Regions from separate parts of the Ovis aries genome. Here region 2 is linked to region 1. The links are chromatin contacts, called in public Hi-C maps. All regions are on one chromosome and are shown on one strand. The core of a region is the stretch at or near the end of the contact, and the rest is flanking DNA. Distances in the headings are between cores, read along the strand shown. Region 1 holds the start of PLCXD2 (phosphatidylinositol specific phospholipase C X domain containing 2). Region 2 holds the start of ABHD10 (abhydrolase domain containing 10, depalmitoylase).

Region 1 (6,525 bases), core at 181-2,680:
CCCCCAGGAGGGAGAGCGGCTGGTGCAGAAGTGGGTTTCAAGCCTTCAGTTCTAGATCAGCCAGGCAGACACCTGTGTATATATAGACAAAGCTTCAAACACCACTTCTTCATCACACCTAATGACTGGCTGTGACAAACACCTGTGTTCTCTGTTCTGGCTTTTCCAACAACAATAATATGTGTTTGGATACTCAGTCCTAGTTCTGAACCTCTTCTTAAATGCTAATCTGTTTGTTTCTCCACTATGCAAGGTCAGATAAATGAGAAAGAAAACACTTTACAGTGTTAATTTTGATCCAGATCTAAAATTGTTCATGACTTCTTATTCATTGTCTTGATCTCTCTTTTTATTTTGAGTGATACCAAAAAACCACATCTTTCACATACCCTGGCCCCAACACTAAGAAGGTAATGTTCTTAGAATGAGTCTATTCAAGAACAAAACAAAAAGACCCAAGCAAACAAACCAAAAATGGGGCTTCCATTCTCAAGTCCCTTTTTGCCAATGAGGCAGTGTACTTAAATCTCTTTACAGCAGCTGCTTCAATGTTAAGCTTTTAGTTGGAAATAAAAAGAGGTTTAGTTAAGGTCAGTGACAATTATTTTCTCAGCACAATAGAAAGGCAGCCCAACCCATTAACCACACTAAAACGGCAGAAGCAAACAGAGTGGGTACAAGTAGGAATAAAAGAATACCTGGAATTGCCAGATTGGAAAGGGGGACGTTGTGGAGGTGAGAAGGGAGTGAGGCCATCCAGTCGGCATTGCAGACCTCCAGTGTCTTTGTCCCGCTGGGGTTGGGGGAGCAGATGGTCCCCATTCTGAGTTTCCTTCTTACCTTCCTAAACGCTAGCATCCCTTTCTGTCAGTCAGCTGTCCGAGCTCAGCCCAGTGCCACTCATTCAGCGATCATCATCGCCCAGGTTCTCCAGCATTTCAGGGCCAGCTGTGTCACGCCAGTCTTGCCCAAAGGCCTTCGTGCCCCAGGAAGACGCGGGGCAAGGACGAGATTCCCTAGCCCCCAGTCCCCGCAGCACCCGCAGTCCCCACCCTCACCGACCCAGCCGCTGTTCCCTTAATCTGCTCAGACCCAGCTTCGTTAAACTTCTTACGTCCCCCCTCTGGACCGGGGGAACGTAGGCCCCTCGAAATAAATCTGACAGAAACTGAACGTCCTACGAGCAGCCACGCCTGGAGCCACTCACACGACAGGTGCCCACGCGACACACAGACACGCCGGTGTGTCTATACACTCGTGAGCGCCCGGACGCACCATCCTCAGCTTGATTTACGCTTTTATGAGTGCCACTGGGCTGGCACATAAGCTGGACCTGCCTGATCTCCCTTCTCGGGCTCCTCCGCACTGTTCCCCCTGCCCTGTGGCTTCCAGAAGGCGCTCAGAAGTGTAACCGGCGGGCCCCGGACTCTGGCGGCCCCGCCCGGCACTGCCGGGCAGATTTGCCCGGCAAGGCGGCTTGTGATTGGCCGCTGGCAGAGGGCGCTCCGATTGGCCCGCGCCCTCACGGGCTGCCCCTCCGAGCGGCGCCCGCCCCTCTGCTGCCCTCCCCGACCCCCACCTTCTGTTACTCCCGCCTTCCTGCGCTTATAGCCGCCGCAGAGACTGCGGGCAGGGGAACGTGCACGCTTGGACGAGTCAGGGCTTGGCTAGGACAGGTCTTTCCTCTGGCCTTTCACACAGTCAGCACAGAGGTTAAACGCAACCACGCGTTGCCCTCCTTCTTTCCCTTACACACACACACACACACACACACACACACACACACACACACACGCACAATGACAATTACACAGGGAATATATAACATTTCCAATAAACCACACAGGCAGCAGAAATATGAGAGATAAAGAGGCTAAGAGCACTATATCACATCTGAATGACAGTATCAAGGATGGTTTGTATTTGAACCATTACCTAATTAAGATTCAGGTACACACTACTTGGAGAAGGCAATGGCACCCCACTCCAGTACTCTTGCCTGGAAAATCCCATGGACGGAGGAGCCTGGTGGGCTGCAGTCCATGGGGTCGCACAGAGTCGGACACGACTGAAGCGACTTAGCAGCAACACACTACTTATTCCCATTTTGCAGAAATGGAAATTATACTTTACATTTGCATTGCCTGTTGTTTGGAACCTTCTTCCAAATTCTTTGTCCCATTTGCTCTTCACAGTATCCCTAAAAGTCAGGCAGGGTTGGTGGTAGGTTGGTGATAAGACCCCCCTTTTCATATTCGAAATGAAAAGTTCGGGAGCCTTCTGGGAACAGTTCATGTGGCGGCCCTATTTGGAAATCCCATTTTGGAATAAGACCCTTGAGCCCAGAGGCTTGTGGGCATAGAAACCCATTTTTGTGCTTTTTTCAATATTCCGTACACTCTCAAATGGTCCTTTTCCACGGTGTAAACTATAGGGCCTCTGTAATGATGAGAACTTTGTACATCGAACACCCTGGCAGATAGGCAAATGGAGAAAAACAACCAGACCTTGATGGTGGGACCCTGGAGGGTGTCAGGCCAGGCAGCTCCCCAGTGACTCTGGAGGGCTTACGGGAAAAGGAAACAGCAACTTCTGCCAAAAGCAGACAGTAGGCTCCTGTACAAACAGACCTCTGGGTGAGCTGACACTTAATCACCGAGTGGCCCCACCTCTTCATCTCCAAGGTAACTACACAGCGGCAAAGCAACTTCTCTGTACACTTAACTCTTGCTGTATGGTGCCCCCTTTTGACATTTCATTAAATTTCCTCTTCTAACCTATTAATGTTCGTTTAAACCTGCTTTTCAGCTTTTTGAGCTGTGTAATAAGACCAAAAGTTTTGTTTCCGAAGGAGTGAGTGAAAAGTGAAAGCGAAAGTCGCTCAGACGGTCCGACTCTTTGCAACCCCATGGATTGTGTAATCCATGGAATTCTCCAGGCTTGAATGCTGGAGTGGGTAGCCTTTCCCTTCTCCAGGGGACCTTCCCAACCCAGGGGTGGAACCCAGGTCTCCTGCATCGCAGGCAGATTCTTTACCAGCTGAGCCACAAGGAAGACTTGGTTAGTAAAAAGAAAGTCTACGCTATTTATCATACAGCTTCTGATTTTTAGAGAGCACTTCAGTGTAAGTGCTGTACATGTTGAGAATGACTGTCACCTAGCAGTTTTAGTCAATGAAATGCTCCCTCACCCCCACTCCATATTCTTGAAGGAGTATCCCAAGATCCACTTTTGAAATGTCACCTTTTCTGGGCTTCCTTAAACGTACAATTTAGAAAAAAAAAAGAAAACCTCAAAGGAAAGCTGCTTAAAGAAAACAGAAAGTGTTCTTTCAGCTTTACCTGGAATGTTAATTTCAATGACTTTTCCCCCTTATTTTTGAGCTCTTAATGCAAAGAAGGAGCAGAATAAAAACACATTAAACCTTAAACTGAGAGAGATCACTGTGAGAAAACAAGAGAAGTGGAACCACTTCAGAATGAGATGTTTTGCATCTCTGGCAGTTTTCAGTCAAAACTACTTAGACTGTGTAAGAAAACATTCAAAAGAAGATAGCATGCTCTCCATATATCCTTGAGTCAGTGCTGGAAGAAGTGCAGGTGAAGACACAGCCTCTAGTACAGTACTGGCATGTAGCAGGTGTTCTAGAAACATCTGTTAGAAGGAAGGCGATGCTCAGTAAACATGCCCTGCTGGGTTCCAGGCAGTACCTTAGACCAGTGCTTTTCAACCTTTAATGTGCAAATCAGCCATATTCTGATTGAGTTGCTCTGGGACAGGCCTGAGATTCTTTGTTTCTAACCAGATTCGAGCTGCTTCTGCTGCTACTGGTTCAGACCATGCTTTGAGTAATAGGGCGTTAGGAAATAAGCTCATTTGCTAGGTGGGAATATGCACTGCATTTTCACTCTCTTTTCTGAGGTTTTATAACATTTTCATATCACTTTTATAATGAAAAAACCTTACATTAAAAATCCCAGCTAAGAATTTCTAAGTATTAGAGAATAATTTTTCTGTCATACTGTCTTGGAAACCAAATTACGAGTGGAATTTTTATACTATGCCACATTAGCTTTGGAAACACTAATTTTAAAATGTAGATTAATACCTAGAGTATGAATGGTTAACATTTTGTTACATACTGTATTATGAAAAAAATTAAGCAGAGAGGAGACTAAATTAATAGGAGGATTGAATTTTAAAGCAAGTCCATTTTAATTGACAGTTACAACCAAGGGAGTGTTGATCCTGTGCAAATCATTTTGATAGGTGCTAGGAATGGAGGGAAAGTTAAAAGCTGGCATATGATGAACGTCAGATAATATATAATCCAGGAGAAAAGAGAGTCAAATATGTGAATTTCAAAATGTAATGTGAGGCTGAATGAGGGGTAATAATAATAGAAGTGCATGTGGAGGACAATTACATTTTGATGGGGGAAGGGCCAAGAGATGCATTAAAGAGGAGGTGGCATTTCAAGCCAGGTCTGGAATTTCAAGAAGAGTTTCTGCAAGTGGAAAATGGGTGGAGGGCTTTGGTGCATGAAACAGATTGTATAGCTGAGAAAACATAAGCAAAGCTATGACAATGAATGCGAGATGTGAGGAACAGATAACACATGAGGGATACATGGAGAATAGAACTCATTTATTCTCATTGGACCATCACAAGAGCTCAATGAGTTAAATACTCTTCCTAGCCCCATTTGACAAAGGACACTGAAGCTCAGAGGCTACATAACTCTGCCCTAGAGCTCCTAGCTAGTGGCAGAACTGTGACCCCAGTCTCCTGATCATTGTGCCAATGGCTTCTCATCATATGTTACCTATTATTATTGCAAACCTGGTAAAGGATGTTTAAGACCACAGTACATTAGAGAGTTCGGACTTCCTTTTTTACAGATAAAAGGGGCCATTGCAAGTTTTTGAGAAGGGGAGAAAAATGATCCATACTGTATATAGAAGATAACGCCAGCATAATGAAGAATTGTTAGAGAAATACAGTCATTTGGGTAAGTTACTGAAATCAGTTATCTAAGCAGGAAAAAAGTGAGAAAGCATGCAGAAACTCTGGCGCACAGAGCACCTTTGAAACTATGGTGCTTGCTTCTTGGTTCTCACTTCTTATCTCCAAGGACCTATAAACTCAAGGCCCACAGTAGACAGCCTGACTTCCTCTGGGATTATTTTCATCACTTGAAATTCTCATCAAAATGTTCATCAATTAATCAAACCTGTTTCTGTAAATATGTCTACAACTTTTATTTTCTTTTCTGGAATTGTTTTTCTCCATTACTTGATTAAGGACCCTACTGAATTCCTGAAGAGGTGACTGCAGGCTTTGTCCTGTCTTGGAGGCTACATTATTTTGGAAATGTTAAAGATGGTTCATTTTCTTTGGAATCACTTCAGAAGTGAACACTGATGGTCCCAGAGCAAACGGCTTGTCGTTTGGATATGTCTGGTTGGCAGGGCAAGATGGCCTGGGTTTTGCTTGACTGAAGGCACCCTAAGAGCTTCTGAGGAAACACGTCAACTTAATGATGCTGAGGCTGAGGCTGTCTCCGGCCCCCACATCCAAGACCCTGTGCTACCTTCTCTCCCAGGCTGTGTGCTTAATGGGAAAGGAACAGCCCAAAGAGCATTACAACCAGGCATGTGTTTGTTCCAGGGACATGGTCTGGAGGTGAGAGTTTGTGCGATGCTTTGAGTTCCACAGTGATGCCTCATTCATGACTTTTTTCCTGGCTGGAGGATGTGGTGAGGGTGGGGAACTGAAATGATGAGCCAGATAAATGAAAGATGAAATGGAGTGTAAGACTGCTTTGCGCCTCATATCAGCAGTTCATCTCTAGTCATTTCTCAGCCTCATTTCCCCAATACAGGCTCCCAAAACAATGTGATAAGGATCAGACTAGAATGAAGAAATATCCCCAATATGGGCAGTGCTGGGGACACGATGACAGCAGCAACAATTACCTTCAGGAAGAGTGACATCATTGTAGCAGCTCGGGACACTCAGGAGCCTCCGTGGAAAGAGACGTCACCAAGCACACTGCCTTGTGGACATGTATGATACACCTCAGACATTGCTGACATGAGGAATGAGTCAGGAGCGGGGGTCAGTCATTTTGTTGATCTGGGCTAGAGCCAGAGACCTCGTGGTTGTGACCCAGACCCTGATCATGCCCAGGTGAGTGTCTTTAAGAACCTGAGTAAGGAGCAGCAGCAGCTTAAACAGGAATTGTCCATATGTGGCTCCGCTTTGTGCCTACCTGGTATTTGTGGTCAACAACCAGGATTCTGTAACAAGACAAGAGTGAGTGTATGTAGCAGTACCAGCCCTGAGATTTTTTCCTCCGGATGTGAAAGCTTGGTGATCGGGAAGAGCCTCTGAGCCGCTCTTTTTTTAAAAAGATAATTTTACTTATGTATTTATGTAGGCTGTGCTGAGTCTTTCCTGCGTGAGCTCTCTCTAGTTCTCCGGCTGTGGGGAGTGAGGGTCCCTCTCTAGCGCTGTGTGTGG
Region 2 (6,539 bases), core at 605-3,104, 310 kb before region 1:
CACCCGACAGTAAGGTCAACGGGTGCTTGTGCTCAGTGACCTCCGACTCTCTGCGACCCCATGGATTGTAGCCCACCAGGTTCCTCTGGCCATGGCATTTTCCAGGCAAGAATACTGGAGTGGGTTGCCATTTCCTCCTCCAGGGGATCTTCCTTACCCAGGGACTGAACCCATCTCTTACATCTCCTGCATAGGCAGGCAGATTCTTTACACTGTGGCCACCACCTGGGAAGCCATAAAGTCAATACTTGTTCTTAAAAAATGTAGAACGATGTTTAAAAACAAAGTCATTTATAATCCCATTTTCTCCCTCCAGAGAAATCAGATTCGTGTATTCCCTTAATAGTCTTTTTCTGAACTAATGAAATCTCTTTTTTATTCCTTGAAACCTTTCTCTATTGTGGCTAATTAAAACTTCACAGTTTCTTCCATGTGAGCTAATAAAGTTTTCCTCATTTTGGATTTGAGAAGTTGATTTTTTTAACACTGAACTGAAGGCCTTAAAGCTATCCCTTTTACACGTAGGCTTGCTTCAGAGTTTCAACGCAGAGTGAAATATGCCAAATTAAAAACTTTTAGTGAAAAACAAGGAAAATAGGAGCCAGTTATGTAGACTGACAGATTGTAGCAGCAAAAATGTTCTTTATCCATTTCTCTAGCATTCAAAAACTCATTCCTATCCTTTTTTCCATGAGACCATTACAATTTATTTAATCTTAATGAGTTATAAATGGTCTGCTTAACACAATATCCATAAATGATCTTTGTACTAGAAGAATTAGATCAAAATCTTAGGCATATATCTTCAGTGAAACTACTAAACAGTGAAAGAGAATCATATTCTAGTTACTGAAATGACATACTATACTTTGCTAGAGGGACATATATAACAGCCTTTTGGTTGTGAACAATTAAATTGACTATATATTTAAAAATTTTAACTCAAAACAAAGGGTATTTACAAAGACAGTCCCCATTTCAAGCACCATGCATCTGACAGCTGGGGAACAAGGGTATGAATCCCAAAATATAAAGACATAATTCAGGAAGACAGGCTATATATACGGGGGAGTGGAGGTGAGATGAGCCGGAGAACAATAATGGACAAAGAAATATTCAGGGGCTTTAATTTTTGTCCAAATTCTAACTTCCCTTGTAGAGTAATGGCTATGTTTTTTACTGGGCTGGAATCTTGGCGGCAAGGTTGGGGCGGGAAGACCCAAAACAAGCAAAAAAAAGCGAAAGTTAACACTTTTACAAAGAACAGGTAAAACCCTCCTGTAAAATCGCTCAAGAGAGAGCAGGTCTACGTAACTAACAGTCACGATCCGTAAACCCCTTAGAACGTGCACAGAAAAGATAAAGCAATTAATAATCAAACACATTAAATGCACATCTGAATTTTTCCTAGTCTTGGGCGCTTAACACAGGATAGCTGGGCAGAGAGAATCCTTGAACTACAGAGCATGACGCCAACCACTGCCCGGGCTGTCAGGATACCCCGGGGTCTGGCAGAGCTCTCTCACTACCTTCATCAGTATTGTTAAAAGAACTGGGGTACTGAGAACCTGGAAAGAGGATTTCTGAACGGAGCGCCAAAAACGCACGGGACAGGAACCGCCGAAATCCGGTATGTTCGAAAGAATGCGTCTCACTCTAGTCTTTCGTACACTGACCTCGGAGCCACTGTGGCGTCCGCTCAGTCTTCCGTGCAAGTAACGTGCTGAGACCATGGTGGAAGCCGAAGGTGACTGCCGCCCAGCTCCACTTGCGACAAGGTACCCAAGCGGCCACGGCCGCCAGGCCCACCCCCGCCATCTTCCCAGCAGCCCCTGCGCCCTGCGCCCGCCTACTGAGATGCGCACTGCGCCCAGAAACAAAGGTGCGCATGCGCCGCTGGCTGGAGGCAGCAAATTGACAAACAGCCCTGGCCAGAGTTTCCACCCCCAGAGAACGCACATGCGCAGAGTGTCGGCGCTCTTACAGCGTTTTTCTGCTGGGATAGTCTGTGGGGAGGTTTAAGTTAAGCCACTTAGTCGTCTCCGACTCTTTGCGACCCCATGAAGCATGCCAGGCTCCACTGACAATCACCAACTCCCAAAGCTAGCTCAAATTCATGTCCATCGAGTTGGTGATGCCATCCAACTATCTCATCCTCTGTTGTCCCCTTGTCGTGCCTTGAATGTTTCCCAGCATCAGGGTCTTTTTCAAGGAGTCGGTTCCCGCGTGGTCTATGACAGCTTGGGATATTTTGAGCGTCCTTGGTAGCCTGCTTTCTAGATCAGTGCATACTCCAGGACTGGAAGCAAAGAGAGGATCCCCATGCAACATTCCTAGACAGGAAAACGTCTGGTCATCCCGAGACCCGAGGGAACTGAAACATAAATAAAGTGTTAAGCTTGCTGCATTGCAAGTCGGTCTCACTCCTGATACTGAGTAGGTTAACAGGCCTGAAGGCCAGGGGTCTCCAAACGGAGGAAAGAGGGTGCAAGTGTCAGGCATTATACATCTTCCTCTTAAGAGGCAGGAGAAACACACCACTAGTGTTATATTTTTCCCCCTTAACATCATACAAATTTTAAAAGAGGTTTCTTTTAAAATTCTGTGTTGCCATGACAACACCTGCTTCCGCCTGAATTTAGTTTCTCAAACCTTGAGCTAATCAATGTGTTTTTCTTATGGAAGTGTTTGTCTTAAGCTATGTTAATGAACTATGTATTTGGACTCTGTCTTCAAGTTGATTCCACTTAAGACTCAGAACCCTCTTGACAAACTAGTATGTTTTACTCATGCGAATATTCTCTTAAGCTATGTTAATGAGACTGTATTTGCTTGGCAAACTGCCTTTCTGCAAGATTCATGTCAATCATGTTATGACCCGGAACAACTCTCCTTGTACCAATGTTATCTCAAAATGCATGTAGTGGGTGAGGGACCTGCTGCCAGTCTCTGAATTTTGAGAATGTCCTTTCTGTAATTCAGTTCAGTTCAGTTGCTCAGTTGTGTCGGACTCTTTGTGACCCCATGGACTGCAGCACTCCAGGCTTCCCTGTCCATCACAAACTCCCAGAGTTTACTCAAACTCATATCCATTGAGTCGGTGATGCCATCCAACCATCTCATCCTCTGTTGCCCCCTTCTCCTCCTGCCTTCAGTCTTTCCCAGGGTATTTTTCCAATGAGTCAGTTCTTCACATCAGGTGGCCAAACTATTGGAGTTTCAGCTTCAGCATCAGTCCTTCCAATGAATACTCACTCAGGACTGATTTCCTTTAGGATGGACTGGTTGGATCTCCTTGTAGTCCAAGGGATTCGTCAAGAATCTTCTCCAACACCACAGTTCAAAAGCATCAGTTCTTTGGTGCTCAGCTTTCTTTATAGTCCAACTTTCACATCCATACATGACTCCTGGAAAAACCATAGCTTTGACTAGACAGTCCTTTGTTGGCAAAGTAATGTCTCTGCTGTCTAGGTTGGTCATAATTTTTCTTCAAAGGAGCAAGCATCTTTTAATTTTATGGCTGAGTCACCATGTGCAGTGATTTTGGAGCACCACCCCCCCAAAAAAAAGTCTATCACTGTTTCCATCATTTCCCCATCTATTTGCCGTGAAGTGATGGGACCAGATCCCATGATCTTCGTTTTCTGAATGTTGTGCTTTAAGCCAACTTTTCCACTCGCCTCTTTCACTTTCATCAAGAGGCTCTTTAGGTCTTCTTCACTTTCTGCCATAAGGGTGGTATTATCTGCATATCTGAGGTTATTGATATTTCTACCGGCAATCTTGATTCCAGCCTGTGCTTCATCCAGCCTAGGATTTTGCATGATGTACTCTGCATATAAGTTAAATAAGCAGGGTGACAATATACAGCCTTGACGTACTCCTTCCCGATTTGGAACCAGTCTGTTGTTTCATGTCCAGTTCTAACTGTTGCTTCCTGACCTGCATACAGATTTCTCAAGAGGCAGGTCAGGTCTGGTATTCCCATCTCTTAAAGAATTTCCACAGTTTATTGTGATCCACACAGTCAAAGGCTTTGGCATAGTCAATAAAGCAGAAATAGATGTTTTTCTGGGACTCTCTTGCTTTTTCGATGATCCAGGGAATGTTGGCAGTTTGATTTCTGGTTCCTCTGCCTTTTCTAAAACCAGCTTGAACATCTGGAAGTTCATGGTTCACATACTGTTGAAGCCTGTTAGAGAATTTTGAGCATTACTTTACTAGCGTGTGAGATGAGTGCAGTTGTGCAGTAGTTTGAGCATTCTTTGGCATTGCCTTACTTTGGGATTGGAATGAAAACTGACCTTTTCCAGTCCTGTGGCCACTGCTGAGTTTTCCAAATCTGTTGGCATATTGAGTGCAGCACTTTCACAGCATCACCTTTTAGGATTTGAAATAGCTCAACTGGAATTCCATCACCTCCACTAGCTTTGTTCATAGTGATACTTCCTAAGATCCACTTGACTTCACATTCCAGAATGTCTGGCTCTAGGTGAGTGATCAAACCATCGTGATTATCTAGGTCATGAAGATCTTTTTTTGTAATAGTTCTTCTGTGTATTCCTGCCATCTCTTCTTAATATTTTCTGCTTCTGCTATGTCCATACCATTTCTGTCCTCTATTGTGCCCATCTTTGCATGAAATGTTCTCTTGGTATCTCTAATTTTCTTAAAGAGATCTCTAGTCTTTCCCATTCTATTGTTTTCCTCTATTTCTTTGCATTGATCCCTGAGGAAGGCTTTGTTATCTCTCCTTGCTATTCTTTGGAACTCTGCATTCAAATGGGTATATCGTTCCTTTGCCTTTAGCTTCTCTTGTTTTTCCAGCTATTTGTAAGGCCTCCTCAGACAAACATTTTGCCTTTTTGCATTTCTTTTTTTGGGGGGAGGATCTTGGGATCTTTTTTGGGTGTTAGTTCTAGGTCTTGTAGGTCTTCATAGACCCATTCAACTTCAGCTTCTTCAGCATTAGTGGTCGCAGCATAGACATGGATTACTGTGATATTGAATGGTTTCCCCTGGAAACGAGCAGAGATCATTCTGTCGTTTTTGAAATTGCATCCAAGTACTGTATTTCAGTACTTCAGCCACCTCATGTGAAGAGTTGACTCATTGGAAAAGACTCTGATGCTGGGAGGGATTGGGGACAGGAGGAGAAGGGGACGACAGAGGATGAGATGGCTGGATGGCATCACTGACTTGATGGACGTGAGTCTGAGTGAACTCCGGGAGTTGGTGATGGACAGGGAGGCCTGGCGTGCTGCGATTCATGGGGTCACGAAGAGTTGGACACGACTGAGCGACTGAACTGAACTATATTTCAGACTCTTTTTTCTCTAATTAACAGACTGTTAGTAGCTAACAACCAAATAAAGACTATCAGGGAGGCACTCTTTCTGACCCCTTCTGACGTCTATCAGAAGCTTTCCCTATCTCTTTTATACATTAATAAAACTTTATTACACGAAAGCTCTGAGCGATCAAGCCTCATCGCTGGCCCCGAATTGAATTTTTCTCCGTTGGAGGCCAAGAATCCCAGCACCTTTCATGGTACAGCAACAACCTTTCAATACATTGACTTGTACAGGGAATGTTTACAAATTCTGACCTCAATCATGCTTGTATAAGCGCCTGGAGTGGAACTGAACTTTCACTGCTTCTTTTCAATTTGCTTTTGTACTAGCTCTTTGTGTGTCAGACTGTTGAATTATTAAGACCCCTCCCTCATTCTTCCCAGGTGACCCAGATGGTAAAGAATCTGCTTTCAATGTGGGAGATGCAGGTTCAATCCCTGGGTGGGAAAGATCCCCTGGAGAAGGAAATGGCAACCCACTCCAGTATTCTTGCCTGGAAAATTCTATGAACAGAGGAGCCTGGTGGACTACAGTTCATCGGGTCGCAGAGTCGGACAGGACTGAGCGACTAACACACACTCCCTCATACTGTGTGCGAAGATAAATTCCAGTAGCTAAACCGTCTCAATGAAAGAATAAAACCGAGAAGATTAAATACACTTTAGGAGAATATAGTATAGATAAAAGGAACTTTTTAAAGCAAGATTTGAAACCCCTGGAATAAAAAAGAATAAAAACATATAGCGAAATTGATTTACTGAGTGGATAACAAAGTATTAATACTTCCGTTTAGCCTGCTCCCAGAAATTGGTAGAAAAAATATGTAATTTTTGTGATAGGCAGTTCACATATGTAAACATGATGATCAACCTCACTAACTGAAAAACGTGAATAACATGCATTAAATGTTAAAAATTAGCATGCCATTTTTCCTACCCGTCAGGTTGGCAGAAGTTAAAAAGAACAATTATTGACAAGCTGGCATTCGTGTATGGATGGTGAGAAAGTAAACTGCTAAACTCTTTTGTCAAGTAATATCACCTATGACAATTCAAAATTTACATTGTCAATGCTCTTTGACCCAGTGGCCTCATTTGTGACCATCCTATAGAAAACAATAATGGTTTATAAGGATGTATGTTATCTGCTAGAGCAGCATTTTCAGAGGCAAACAGAAGAAAAATG

Evidence for each region. Hi-C and Micro-C count contacts between places; a contact is called where the count stands out from the background.
Region 2: a contact with region 1 is called in a Hi-C map of skin fibroblasts, with 2.3 times the contacts expected there. The contact joins the promoter of ABHD10 here to the promoter of PLCXD2 in region 1. A contact is called at or near these places in 8 of 16 Hi-C or Micro-C datasets (blood, hypothalamus, liver and 2 more).

The regions. Positions count from the first base shown.
Region 1 is chr1:177,383,046-177,389,570 of ARS-UI_Ramb_v3.0, reverse strand. It overlaps PLCXD2 (phosphatidylinositol specific phospholipase C X domain containing 2), which reads right to left and starts at 1,430. Exons shown (of 4, transcript XM_004002907.6): 1 at 699-1,430. The coding sequence starts at 858.
Region 2 is chr1:177,693,747-177,700,285 of ARS-UI_Ramb_v3.0, reverse strand. It overlaps ABHD10 (abhydrolase domain containing 10, depalmitoylase), which reads right to left and starts at 1,854. Exons shown (of 5, transcript XM_004002909.6): 1 at 1,677-1,854. The coding sequence starts at 1,818.